Regions from separate parts of the Dromaius novaehollandiae genome. Here region 1 is linked to region 2. The links are chromatin contacts, called in public Hi-C maps. All regions are on one chromosome and are shown on one strand. Each heading gives the region's core, a stretch centred on a gene start, on an enhancer-like site or on the middle of the called end of the contact. The rest is flanking DNA. Distances are from core to core; before and after follow the strand shown.

Region 1 (5,997 bases), core at 1,525-4,024, 130 kb after region 2:
CAGGCCTGGTGACCTCACACAGCAAGAAGTAAAGAAGCTGCCTGCTCTCATGGGGACACCACTGTTCCATGTGTCCAGCATGTTTGTGACTTTTGTGTGTCTGACTCAACTGTGCGAGCCCTGGAGACAACCACAAGAATCTGCAAGGTCAGATGGAGCCCTGTGGAAGGAATACTTGCTTCCAGCTGATGATGTCTGTTGGTGCTAACTAGTCCTCAGAACAAGAGTGGCTTCCTTGTACTGTGTTGCAGCCCCTGGGGTTTGGACCAGGTGGTGTGCCAAATGCATTCAGACTGCAGCTGGTTCTGATTAAGTTTATTCTCTTGCTAGCCCCTGGGGAAGGTACATGTCCTAGCTCTCTGCAAAGTGGTGCTGTGGGATGGAGTGAAGCAATGTGTGCATGAGGCAGAGCACGCAGGCTTGCATTTCTGGGGAACAGGAGTGCTCAGGGGTGGCCACCCCTCCCACTCCCCATTTGCTGCACCTGGCTAGCTGAGACATGGCTGGCAACAGCCTGCAGAGATGTGTGTGCCAGGCTTGCTCCATTGAAATCACACCAGTGAGAGGAAGGACCAGTATTAATAGCCTGGATTCTGTCAGCAATTGACTTTAAGATTAAAGTTAACAGAGCCTGAATGTTCCTCTAACCTAGAGAAGCCTGGAGAGCAAATCAAACATGAGAACAGTGACTAGCAGATAACACCAGAATGATGCTGCAAGCACAAACGTGGGGCCCTTCTCTAGTGAACACCCACTCACGTGACTGCAGGGACATGTTTGAGGAACTGGGTAAGTAGATCCAGAAATGGTCATTCCAACCCCTGTTTCCCTCCTACCTCTCTGCTGAACTTCTTTTGTCTCCCCCCTGGAGCTTAGTGTCCCATTAGTCACCTAACTGTTGTGTTTATACTAAATGAGGCTCCTGCTCCCTTTCTGCATCTGGCTGGGCCATGCTGCTGGGCCAGCTAATGGTTAACCTAATTATCAGCTCTTTGTTATCAGATTTTTTGTTACACATTTGTCCAGTGCTTGTGCAATGGGGCAATGATTCAGAGCTTGAGACTTGTACTACAGGAATATGCAATTTACTTGAAAAAGTCCTTATTACAGGAAATATAGATCCAGAATTATGTTACTCTGAGTATCCTACAGAAGTGGCAGTTGTGACTCCATATGGCTCTGACCTCTGATGTGAGTTTCTATGTGTTAGACTCAACTTTGCCAAGAATTTAGGAGGATAAAACACTAATAAGTCACTGTGTTACTTAGCAGAATAGGGATATTATTGCATGAAATAATTGCTCTACAGAGTGTGAAAAGCTACAGCTTTGATCACCCTGAAAAAGTTTTGAGAGGGCATTCACTTTTGTTGTTTGACTTGTGGTGTAAAGCACCCCCCCCCATAGGCAGCTCTGACACATGCTAGAAGTTGAGCTCCCGATGTTTTCCAGCTGCACTGTAGATGCTACCTGAGCATGTGGGCCCCCTTAGTGGCCCCCTGGCTCTGTTTCTTGGGCCCTGGGATATGTCAGTTTGGGGAGGAGACCTGGCTGTACTGTGCATCCATTGCTTGAGAATCCAGGGAAAACTATACTGGAAGGGTGGTTGGTCGTATTGTGCACCTGTGACTTACCTGTAGAGCTCTGACATGTACATATATATTCAGTTGTGTTATATTTCTAGCTTTACTGTACTTCTAGCTTTCTTATAACCTCTTATCTCTAATAAATTCTCATGCTTGACAACTGATCTCTTGAGTTCAGTGCAAGTAACCCCAGAATCCAGAAGACTCCTGGGTGCCACTCTAGTGCCATGTCACAATACCCCAACCATTGATGGGACAAGTCTGAAACTTGCCTCCACTCTGAGCAGCATGTGGTCTTGGGGCCTCTCACCTAGCTGTCCTGGCTGAGAGCGTGTTCTTTCCTGCAACGAACCTCTTCTCTCAATTCCTTCCCTTAATGATGGGCTTGAACTTTGGGAAACCACTGAGAATGGTTGAGCCTCTCCCACTGCTGCTTCCACCCAGTGGGAGGAGTGCCAAGGCCACAGAAGGCAGGGACTGCAGAGGCTCCACAGGACAGGGGCTCCCTCTGCTTTCCTGCTACAGAGTCTGATTCTGGCGGTGTCTGGTTCCCTGCCCCGCAGTAGAAGAGGGGGTTTTCCTGCCTAGCTTTGGTGCCTTGGCTCCACTAACTAGCCTGCATCTGTAGGTTCCTCTTCTCATTCCCACAGCAAGGGCTAATCTCTTAATTCCTAAGTAAATACATTGTTCCTGGCTTTTCACAGAAGCCAAGCGCAACTCACTAAAATGACAGAATAACAGCAGTTGTGTGACCTAGATTCAACAAATTGCATTCTCTCATGTATCTTCAGGGACCTTGTCATGTCAAAATATTTGTTTTCTCTCTGCTTTTATTTTAGAATAAACTGAAAAAACAAGCTGTGTTTACAATGAGGTTATTGCATTATCTATTCTGTTACGCATTGACAGATGAAGTATAAAGTCACTCGGTCTGCTCTCCAGGGCTTCCCATCAGCTTTTTCTCAGCTGAGAGTGAGTGCTTCATGATTGCAGCTGGTTGCTTTATTGTTGGGTTTTCATCTTGTTACCAGAGCCACAACTCAGTCAACTTTCTCTAGCAGGGGAGGGAATGCACTCTGGATGAATTTACTTGCCTGGAAACTGGCTTTACTTGATTTTCTTTTTTTGGGGGGGAGGGGGCAGTGATTTCTTTTTCCAACTCTATAGAGAAGATAAAATTAGTCATAAAAACATCATAACGATATGTGAATGTTCCAGTAACCAGGCCCTGCAGCCACTTATTCTCTCTCATGCCCTGAAAACTTCATGTTCGTGGCAGGCCTAGACCTGGCTGGTCCTGCGCCATGCTGAAGCTGCCAGCACCTGTGTCATGCTTGGGGAAATGATGCCAGCAGGACGGGGGAAACAAGAGTTCCGCAACTGAGCAGCACAAGGTAGGCATGCAGAGAACTGTACTAACATATAACCCCCTTGAGAAATGGCAAGCAGTGAGCTGGACTGATCCCAGTGCCATGCCAAGCCCGGCATGTGCATGGGATCCCGGCTGCAGGAGTGGGGTCAGCTGAACCTGCCATGCTGCCAGACTGCTTGGATCTGTTCCAGCCACCCTGTGTTTGAGGTGGCTGAAAGACAAACCTGAGCAAGGTTGCTTTCCATTTACTCACCTGAATGCCAGTGGAAGGTGGCCGTAGAGACTGGTATCCAAAGATTTCTGCCCTTTCCAGGTCCTCTCAACACAGCTTCCCTTTATTTGACAAAGCAAAGCCTGGGAGATGGTGTAATTGTCATCTCTGTGACTGAGTAAAAAAAAAAAGTGCTCAAGTCTAAGAACAATATTGGCATTAGAACAAAAAACATTAAAAATACTAGTGTTTTGCCTGCTCTCCCTATTCCTGCGCTGTAAAGAGCAGTTGTGAGCAAGGGCTCTTAGCCGGGGTTTGTTGCTCCTTTGCAGTAATTATTGGGAGTACCTAGTTTTGTGATGCTGGTCTCTAGATCTGTTCTCACCCCTATAGCTGAGAGACTTTCATGTTCACCTGGAGGCAGTGCTGAGCACCACTGTGTGTCCTTGGCCTCCAAGTTTTCCTGAGCTCACTTACCTTTGTGAGGATGGTGAGGGAAAGTAATGTGTTTTTCTGTTATCTCTAGGTGAGTGACTTCATTTGCACATTTGGTTTCACAAACTGGGGAGAAAAAGCCTATGTTAAGAGCTGAGTGGTTTATTCCTGGGCAGTGTATGGGTACATTGAGCACAGAGAAGGGATCCCTTTTGTTATGAAATTATTTCCTGGGTCTTCCCTTTTAAGATGCTTCCATGGAAGAGCAGCTCTTACCTGGGTAATGTCCACAGAAGACCTGAGCTATGTGAGTGGAACAGAGGTCAACAAAGAGGCTCTAAGGAGAACTGAATGTGGTCCAATAGAAATATGCATATGATTTTTGGGGAATGGAACAAAAGGAAATGTGAACTTTAGTATCCTGGCTCAGTTCCTGATTGAATACATATGTTGCCTGTGTTGTGCTGCAGTTTCATGGTGCATCTGAGTTGGTTCAAACCTAGAAATCATTGAAATTCAGCATTGAAATAAGTGATTCCTGCATATAGTTTGCCTATTTCACAACTGTTTTTAATTATGCTCTAACTATGTGGCATTAAGTAACATAACTATTTGTCTGTTTTTACATATGAAAAATCTAAATACAATGCCTTTTGGCTAACCCCATTTGCCCCTCTTCCTTGTCCTTCAAAACCATGGGACTATTCAGATTTAATACTTGCCTGGGTCAGCTGTTGAATCTCATTTTTTCCCTGTGCTATTCCAATCAAAAAAGAAACCAGTTTAAAAGGCCAAATCTAGTTATATTTTTGTTTACTTTTATATAATGTTATAAAAATGGCCAACCACTAGGCTTTATATCACAGGCTGTTCCCTTTTCCCTTAAGTATGAGAGCTCTAGGTCCGTGTCCCTTGCCCAGGAGAGCCCCCTTAGACCAAGAGCATCTTGAATTGGTGTCTGGTGAGACCCCGATCCACCCTGCTGGCTCTAGCTGAATCCCCACATCCTGGTTATGAGCAACCATCTGCAAATGTCTCTGGAGATGATGCATGTCTGGGACCTAGCTTTTTGGCAGGTAGCAGTCTAGACATCTCTGAGCTGGAATTTTCATCAAACCCATAGAGTTTAAGAGCCCCTGTGGGGCCTTTGCTGCATGAATCTGTCTAATCCCAAATTAATTAATGGTTTATGGGTCATCACTGCTGTAGTGAAGGGCTCTTTTTTCAATTGCTTTCAGCATGCAGCACAAGGATGGCTTTGTGAACCCCACTTTCCTGCACTGCAGGGACAGGTGAGGTGACACTCCCTGGCTGGTTCCTCAGCACCATTCAGCATTTCATGGAGATCTTGAAGATGTCTGCTTTTCCAAGCCCTTCCTCCTGCAGCTCATTTCATCTTTGTTCCTCTCCCCATCTTTCCAAGTATTCTGTTTGAAATGAGATATGATCTGCATGTAGATGTGGGTACGCTGTAGATTTGCACAGCAGTATAACATTATTTTGTTCTCTATTTCCTTCCTAGTAATTCCTGATGTTTGATTTCATCTTGTGACTGCAGGTAGCACTGAGCTAAATTTTTGGCATGTGCACCCTAATTGCAACATTTGTCTCAAAGGGATAATAGTTGATTTAGACCTCACTGCTGTGCCAAGGGATGGTCAGATATCGTGTCGAGTCCTTGCTCCCTCCCTTCAGCTTTCTTTATCCATAAGTCCTCTTCTCCTACTCCTGTCACACACATTTGTCTGGAAAATGGGTAATCTTGCTATATGAATACTGCTACTAATAAAAAGGCAGTAATGGCTGTTATAGGTGGATCTCTATTTTTAGAGCAGGAAGAAAAAGTCAAATGGCTTCAAATCATTTTTCATTTGTTTGGCTCCTGCTTGGCAAGCGATCTTGTTCGAATAGTGAGGCTGTGAATTGCCAGGCTTGTACTGCCCAAAGTTACCAACTTGCTATATCCTTCTCTGAAACTCGCATCTTTTCTATGTGGCGCAAGCTGCAAGATTTCAGCTAAAATGTTAGCAGAAATGATAGCTAAAAGAAAACATGTGGTGTGCCAGTAAGTGAACATCCTGTGGGATTTAGGCTGTAATGTACTGGAGTCTGCCTGTGCCTTATGGAAAAACAATTGTCTTCACAGATGGGTAAAGTCTTTAGAAAGCTGAAAGTCAATGTTGGAGGAAGCAGTGTGAGTCTTCCGGCAGCCTCCCATGTATGGCAAATCAAGGGGAAAAAAATCTGTGCCCTCAGAAAGAGTCAGACTTTGGAATGGAAAAGTTAATTGAGAACAACTGGAGATTGTTTGGATAAATAGGCCAAAGTTATCTTTATACTGGGCAGGAAGGTCAAGCTGTGCTCTAATGAGGAAGCCAAGCCTTTGGCTGTAAA
Region 2 (6,743 bases), core at 995-3,494:
AAAATGTTACTCATGAACAAGTATCACTATAGGTCAATCTGTCTCCTTCACCTCTTTATTTCATCAGAACAAGAATATATTTCTTGTCTTTTCTTCTAAGGTAATTCCCAACTATTTTTTGTCTCTCTAGTCCATGATCTCGTAGAAACCCTGGAAGTGGTCTGACTTCTGTCTTCGGGCCCAGGTATGTGCTGCAGCTCCTCTTATCAGCTTCTCTGGCTGCAATGTGCCTCCAGCAGACCTGGGACTCCACGAAGGACTGGAGGTGGATCCCAGGAAGGTACCTTACTGCATAGCTTCTCCTCCCTAGGAGGAAAACAGCTGACTCTCTTAACGTGTTTGAATTGTTGAATCAGTTGCCATCTTCTAGACAGTTTAATATTTTATTTAGATATGAAGAGTTTGTAATACTGTTGTAAAGATACATTGTGTGTGTGGTCATCCATATTTAACAACTTCTGTGCTTTAGTGACACAATAAATAATGCTATATTTTGATGATGAAAGTTGATGATCTGTCTACTTACAAACATGCCTTCTGAATGGATCCATGTAATGATTGTTCTCACCAGGCCTCCTGGGTCTGCTTATAGGAAAAAATTGATTTTTATAAACTGAAAGAGGTCAAAAGGTTATACACATAATAGAGAGGAGAAAACACAGCTCAGCAGGGACTGCTGCTCACAGAACTGAAAACTATTTCCTTTACCACTAGAAATATTTTAACATGCAATTAAAAAGTAAACTATTTTACTGAGAAATAATAAAATTCTTAAAATTTTCACATTTCTAGCAGTCAAATAAAATGCACTTAAAGCCTTCTAGAGGAACTCAGTCTTTTTTAAATTGGATAAGACACTGTCAGCAGATAGTATCTAGTGTTGCTAAAGGGTTATGAAGAAGTAAATGGAGTGATAGAGTAAAATGGTATGTAAGCAAAGCATGCATTCTCATAAAAGAAAGTTCTCTTTAAAAACTTCAGATATATTTTTAAATTAATCAATTATTCAAATTTTAGTAATATTTTATTTAAATATCCATCCTGTATTAAATTCTTAACACTGAGAAAATTCTATACGAAATGAGTCTTCTAGTCTCATATCTTTATTTGTGAAATCAAGCTGCAAAATAAACAAACACACAACTTTATTATATGAATAGAATGGTGGACCTGTGTGGATGAAGCTACTGGGACAAAAATGTGTGTATCCAGAGTCCTATTCATGTCCACATTACATCCTGCCTCACTGCATACGTCCCCTTCAGCATCAGTTATCTTCTAGACTGGTCAACTCAAAGGATTCTTCAACCCAGCAAACCTCTCTCCTCCTGGCCATCACAGGTTAAGAACATTCACTTTCTTCAAAGACTTCCTCCGTTGTCTCTCCAGTAGTGACTTCTTCACTGCTGTCTGATATGCTTGCTCGTGGACAAGATGGCAGAGCACAGCCTAACCCTGGGCAGTTCTCTCTCCTGTTCTTCACCAATGCCTGCTGGAGGTGCCCATTCCAGGGCTCAATTACTTTCTGGCACAAGATGTTGCTGCCAAGGTGCTGTGTTTTCTGTTTCTGTGGACATTTCCTAAGGTATTTGATGTTTTCTCCAAGGAAGCAGAGCTTACAGCCAAAGGGATCTGCCAGCAGGAAACGGGACCATTGCTTTTGGAGTTCTGCTTTCACCTGTGAGAACAAAGAAATAGTTGGTCCACGGTCATTCAGCCAGCTCAGCTGACCACCCTGCAGTCTGTTTATCCAAATGCTAGTTACAAAATGAGTAGGATTGTGGAGGTGCTGAGCTTCCCGACCCTTGTGGTGCATGTCACAACTGCTGAGTTCCTTGTAGGATAGAAACAGAAGGCTTGTTTGCCCCAAGTCAGCCCTTGGAAGCTGGTCCCATAGCCCCCCCCCCCCCCCCCCTTTTCACTATAAGGTAGTAAAGCCATTTGTAGCCCCTTACTGTCTGTAATTTTATATACTGCGATCATAATGTTGAGGTTTTGGAAGAGCTCAAGTTCTTCATGAACTTCAATGTTTATAGCCTGATGAAGTGAGGAGGAGGAAAGCCGACGGGCTGGGGAAGCGAGGGCCGTTCTGCTTTGCCTGAGTGTTATGCTTGGATATCTGGTTTGTTTTGTTAAAGCTTTTTATTTGGCAGCCTGCCTGTAATCTGCAGCACTGAGTAGCCTGCTACGTGCGTGGCCCCAGGGTCAGCACTGCAGACGGAGGGCAGGCTCTGGAGCCAGCACAAAGGAACAGGACTTGCCCTTGCTTTGAACAGGAGCAATATTCCCCTTGGCCTGAGAAAGCTCAGTGGAACAAGGAGCTAGAAGGCCAAAAGAGCAACTTTTAACTGCTGATGAGAGATATTAGTAAATCTCTGTTGTTCATAAATGTTAGAGAATTACTCCAGTACTGCAGGCAGCTGCCAGTTCTCTTGTTTCATTTAAGTCGTTAAGTAATTGCCTTAGGTTTCTTTGTTAAATATTAGGAGTTAATGCCCTGCCTCTAATACAGCGCCCGTCTCATTTGTTTCCCTGGTGCCTTTAAGAAGAAGGGGTCCAAATTCATGTATTTGTTAGTGAAGTATTTCTGTACATGTGTATTATGTATTTTGTCAGCTGGCTGTGCCAGGATGTTGAATATTACTGATATACAGTAAGTGTCTGCTTATTGCAAGTAGTGAAGATCTGCACTGTGAATGTGCACAGACAGGGGCTAAACCTTGCTGCAGGGAACAGGGAGGCTTCTGTATGTAACAGAAGCTCTGTTTATTGGAAAACTAGTGGATTTACATAGAACATGCATTAAAAAAATATTATTATTATGTTTTTTCACTCAAGTTCTTAGAGGAGAAGTGGGAAGCTATTGGGAAAAGAATTTCATAATGTAATTATAAATATAAATACGTACTATCTATTTATCTGTCTGTCTATGTAGCTATCTGTCTATGACTAACTATAAATATAAATGTATGCAAGGGTCTTAGCAGAGTTTGCCCTGGTAGTTTCTGGTTTCCAAGGGTGATTTTGCACTTCTCTAGTCTGTGATACAAATATTATGTTTAATTTCCCATATTTCAGAAATATCTTTTCAGTTTCAAATGGCTATTCTCAGCTGCTGTTAACATTGCTATATTCAAGTGTTTGCAGTGAAACTTTCCATGCACCTGGCTCTGTCTCAAGGAATACCTTTCCTTTTTTAAAGACTTTGAGCCAAAACTTTAGCAGTTTCTGAAAATGGGATCAGTCAAAAATTGGTTGTTTTGCGCTTGTTCAAAAACCTATTTCCAACATTTTTGTAAAGCCTGAAATTGCACAAGCTCATGTTTTAAGAACTTGATTGTTAAACTTTGATTTTTTTTTTAGGTCAGGCTGCATTCTCAGTTTTTGTAAGCACAGAGAAGAATCCCATAACTGTTTCTAAGAACAATTCAAATAAAAATAAGTCTTATTTATAAACATTTTCCAGACAATTTAATAAACATTTAATGAATACCTTCACTGTGTGAAGTATGACACTGAAATACTCAGTACCTGGCTAGGATTTCTATCTTCCAAATATGAAGGTAGAAAATCACCTTTCATTGACCCCTTTTCCAATTTTTCCAGATGAATGGAAGAAAATCATCAATGTTACCTTTGATTTAATATTTCTTGTATTTTATTTCTTTATTGTTCTCTGTCATGTATGCTTTCTGATCCCATTGTCTCCTCTATCTGCACATAGAGGATGTCTACACTGCAGTCACAGGCTTGCCTGAAGAACAGTGTTAAAAGAGTTAAATTAGCTTCCAACAGGTGATGTCAGGTATTGGTACCTGTCTTGAAATGGATGAAAGGTGATCAGCTGTATTAATCTACCCAAGAAAGATTCATAATTCTTCCTTTTGTGTCCTTAAATGCTAATTTTTTAGAGTTGCACCAGATTTTTGTTTCTGAACTGTCCCTGGAGATGAGAGACTAATCTAAATAACCTTAAGACGGACAGCTATGTTGAGTCTACTGCATTGTCCTTTCCTTTCCACTGACTACATTAATTACATTTCCATTAGCCTTAATGGGCACTGACATACCCGGTTCACATGGAGAGGTGCATGTTGAATTTAGGCAGTTGTCTCATAGATGTTCAGTTGTTTCAATAGATATTCGGTTTCATTTTAAAACTTGAAGTTCAACTGAAAGCAGGGAGCTGTGATTAATCCCAACATTAGAATATCTGCTTTTTCACCATTTCCAAATGTTCTAACTTGTCTTCTTCAAATCTTAGATTAAGTTTAATAAGCTTTGTCAATAAGTAGTTTTTTATTTGGGAAAAGAAGGAAACCTTTAGAGGGAAAAACTGTAAAAAACTGAAACTAAAAACCCATCCTTCTTTCTCTGCAAGAACATCTTTCTGTTTGGAGACCCATCAAAACTGACTTTACGCCACAATCCTCTTTTGTTTAAAATAAAATAAAAACAATCAGAGAGGAAGCACTGTATTGCTGTTTCCTGGGCAGCTCTATGCATGTATGATTAGACTGGAAAAGAATGATGGCACCTTGTTTTTACACATATTATTATTATCCAGAAATTTCAGGCTACTTCAAAAAGGAAGTCAATATCAAAGTTTGATGGTGGCTGGTACCAGAATAAGATGAATCATTTCTTAAAATCACTCTGGGCTCCACTATTAACTGAACAGGACCTCAAGCGGCTAGCTTAGATGCACACACACTGTATTACAGGCATTTATGGCGAATGTGATTCAGGTACATACACACAGGCACATAGTGCTGTCTGAGATGCTTTGGGTTATCTCTTCTAGCCTTCAGATGTCAGTCTAGAAGAGTATTGCAGACCTGCTATTGCTGAAGGCAAAACAATTACTCTGAGGAAGTTACACCAAAGTAATTAAAACCACAATCCTACCCATAGAAGCAGTAGGTAGATCTAGATTGATGTGCCACCCTCTGGAAGTGCCCTTTTCTTCCCACTGAGTATAAGGGGAGTACAGACAACAGGCCAGACATGAAGTCTGGGATTCCATCTGATAAAAAAGTTGTATTTAGGTGGCTGAGCATAAGCCTATATGGGTATTATACACCCCAGGATATCCTGACCTGTAGGAGATGGATCTTGCTGCGCTCTTCGTACAAAACAATTACATAAGTTTAAAAGAATGCAGGTATGCTCTCAAATGACCAGTTCTAGCTGGCATTTTCATCATGTTTGGTGTCACTAATATATTTCACTAATCAAATAAAAACTTTTCTCATTGAGTCTCTTACCTCTCCATTAGCAAAGCAATATAAAATTGCTACGAAGAAACCCTGTAAGAGAAAGAGAAGACAAGGAAGAATGTTAGCTCGTACAGGAAATACCTATTTCTGAAGTCTTAATTTAAAGATCACATTAATATTAAAACCATAAATATAAGAAAAGCATTGCTTCCTTAATTTTCAAAGAGGAAACTAATTCGCTGTCTTCACCAGTTGCTGAAGTACCGATCAGCTTGTTTTTGTATGTTGCCTTAGCAAATGTGGGGCACATTTGCAGGTATTTTGGTGCAGATGCTGAAGAATGGAGACTATCCAACCCACTTAATCTTTATTTTGCTACTACATAAACATTTTTTCGAACAACCTCTGTTGCACAGCAAATGTTGCTATTTCTAGATCTGGTAAAACATCCAAAAATGCAGCTTGGGTTATGATATTAGTCATGCTTTTGTTTGAATTTGAGGATGCAACTACCCAAAGGAATGTCATTTTAGTAATTTTAAAAAAAGTTGATTTATTTTTGAGCCTCTATAAAAGGTGTTCTGACTTTTTTGAAATGTCATTTCTCCTTTTAAATTGATTTAAACAAACACAGGGTAAAAACAAAAAGGGTTTGAAAACCTAGGAATAAAACGTTTTAAGCCAACACAAACATTACCCTTCCCATTTTTCTCCTTTCTGTGTTTGATCTCAAACCAAAACAGCTTAAATATGTACATCTCAACCTAACAGTCTGCCACAGATTCACAAATTTATTGCAGTTGCTTCAGGAAATGCGTTTCCTTGGAGATGTCTAAACACATCTAAGACACAGGGTCTGATGAAGAGACTAAATACTGTAGAATATCAATCTCAAGGCAATGTTCATATCACAGGGAAAAGGTGTCATAATCAGATGAAATAATGTTGACATCATTGAACTGTTTTCACACTCACACTTTTCTGGAACTCTTTCTGTTTTTCTTAGACAAAGGATTAAAAAGGAATTCAGGTAGGCAGCAGCTTCAGTATTTCTCTATTTTATCTAGTGTTAACCTGTAGCATTTAGAACCTGGAATTCTACCTCTACATTTACCACTGATGTACCCATTAATTTATTCTTCTGAATTGTTTCACAGAAAGATGTAAGAAATATTACTAATTATTGTGGGCATTAGAGTTTATAATGATATATTGACATGGGTATAAATTCTGGAGTAGTAGTTATAGGAGACACCAAAACTATGGAGAGAGTCTCTAATGGATAAATACAAGTTCAATGGTTTAAATACAGCCTGTACGCGAGTATTTTTTTTTTTTTTAAAGGTAGGTGCCAGGAGAATACAAGGGATATCTTCAATTCAAGAAAATGATAGGTAAATCCATAGGGAAATTTATTCTGTGTGATGTTTGAAACTGCTAATTTATGGTATTTAATGTATGCTTCTGTCACAACAGTTAGAAAAAATGTCAAGCAATTGACAAAGAAGGAGCCTGTACTGAGCT

The links. A called contact is a pair of places that touch in the nucleus more often than the background predicts.
Region 1: a contact with region 2 is called in a Hi-C map of liver, with 6 times the contacts expected there. The contact joins the promoter of LOC112985325 here to the enhancer-like site in region 2. A contact is called at or near these places in 2 of 4 Hi-C or Micro-C datasets (brain and liver).

Annotation. Positions count from the first base shown.
Region 1 is chr18:7,096,558-7,102,554 of bDroNov1.hap1, forward strand. LOC112985325 reads left to right here and starts at 2,775. Exons shown (of 7, transcript XM_026103869.2): 1 at 2,775-2,979.
Region 2 is chr18:6,968,682-6,975,424 of bDroNov1.hap1, forward strand. It overlaps GLP2R (glucagon like peptide 2 receptor), which reads right to left. Exons shown (of 13, transcript XM_026113211.2): 12 at 5,268-5,309; 13 at 1,088-1,678. The coding sequence ends at 1,343. Among named protein-coding and RNA genes, the nearest start is that of GLP2R, 41 kb to the right of the region's middle. Within about 2 kb of position 2,245, at least 2 of the 2 cell types and tissues checked have open chromatin away from gene starts, as enhancers often do.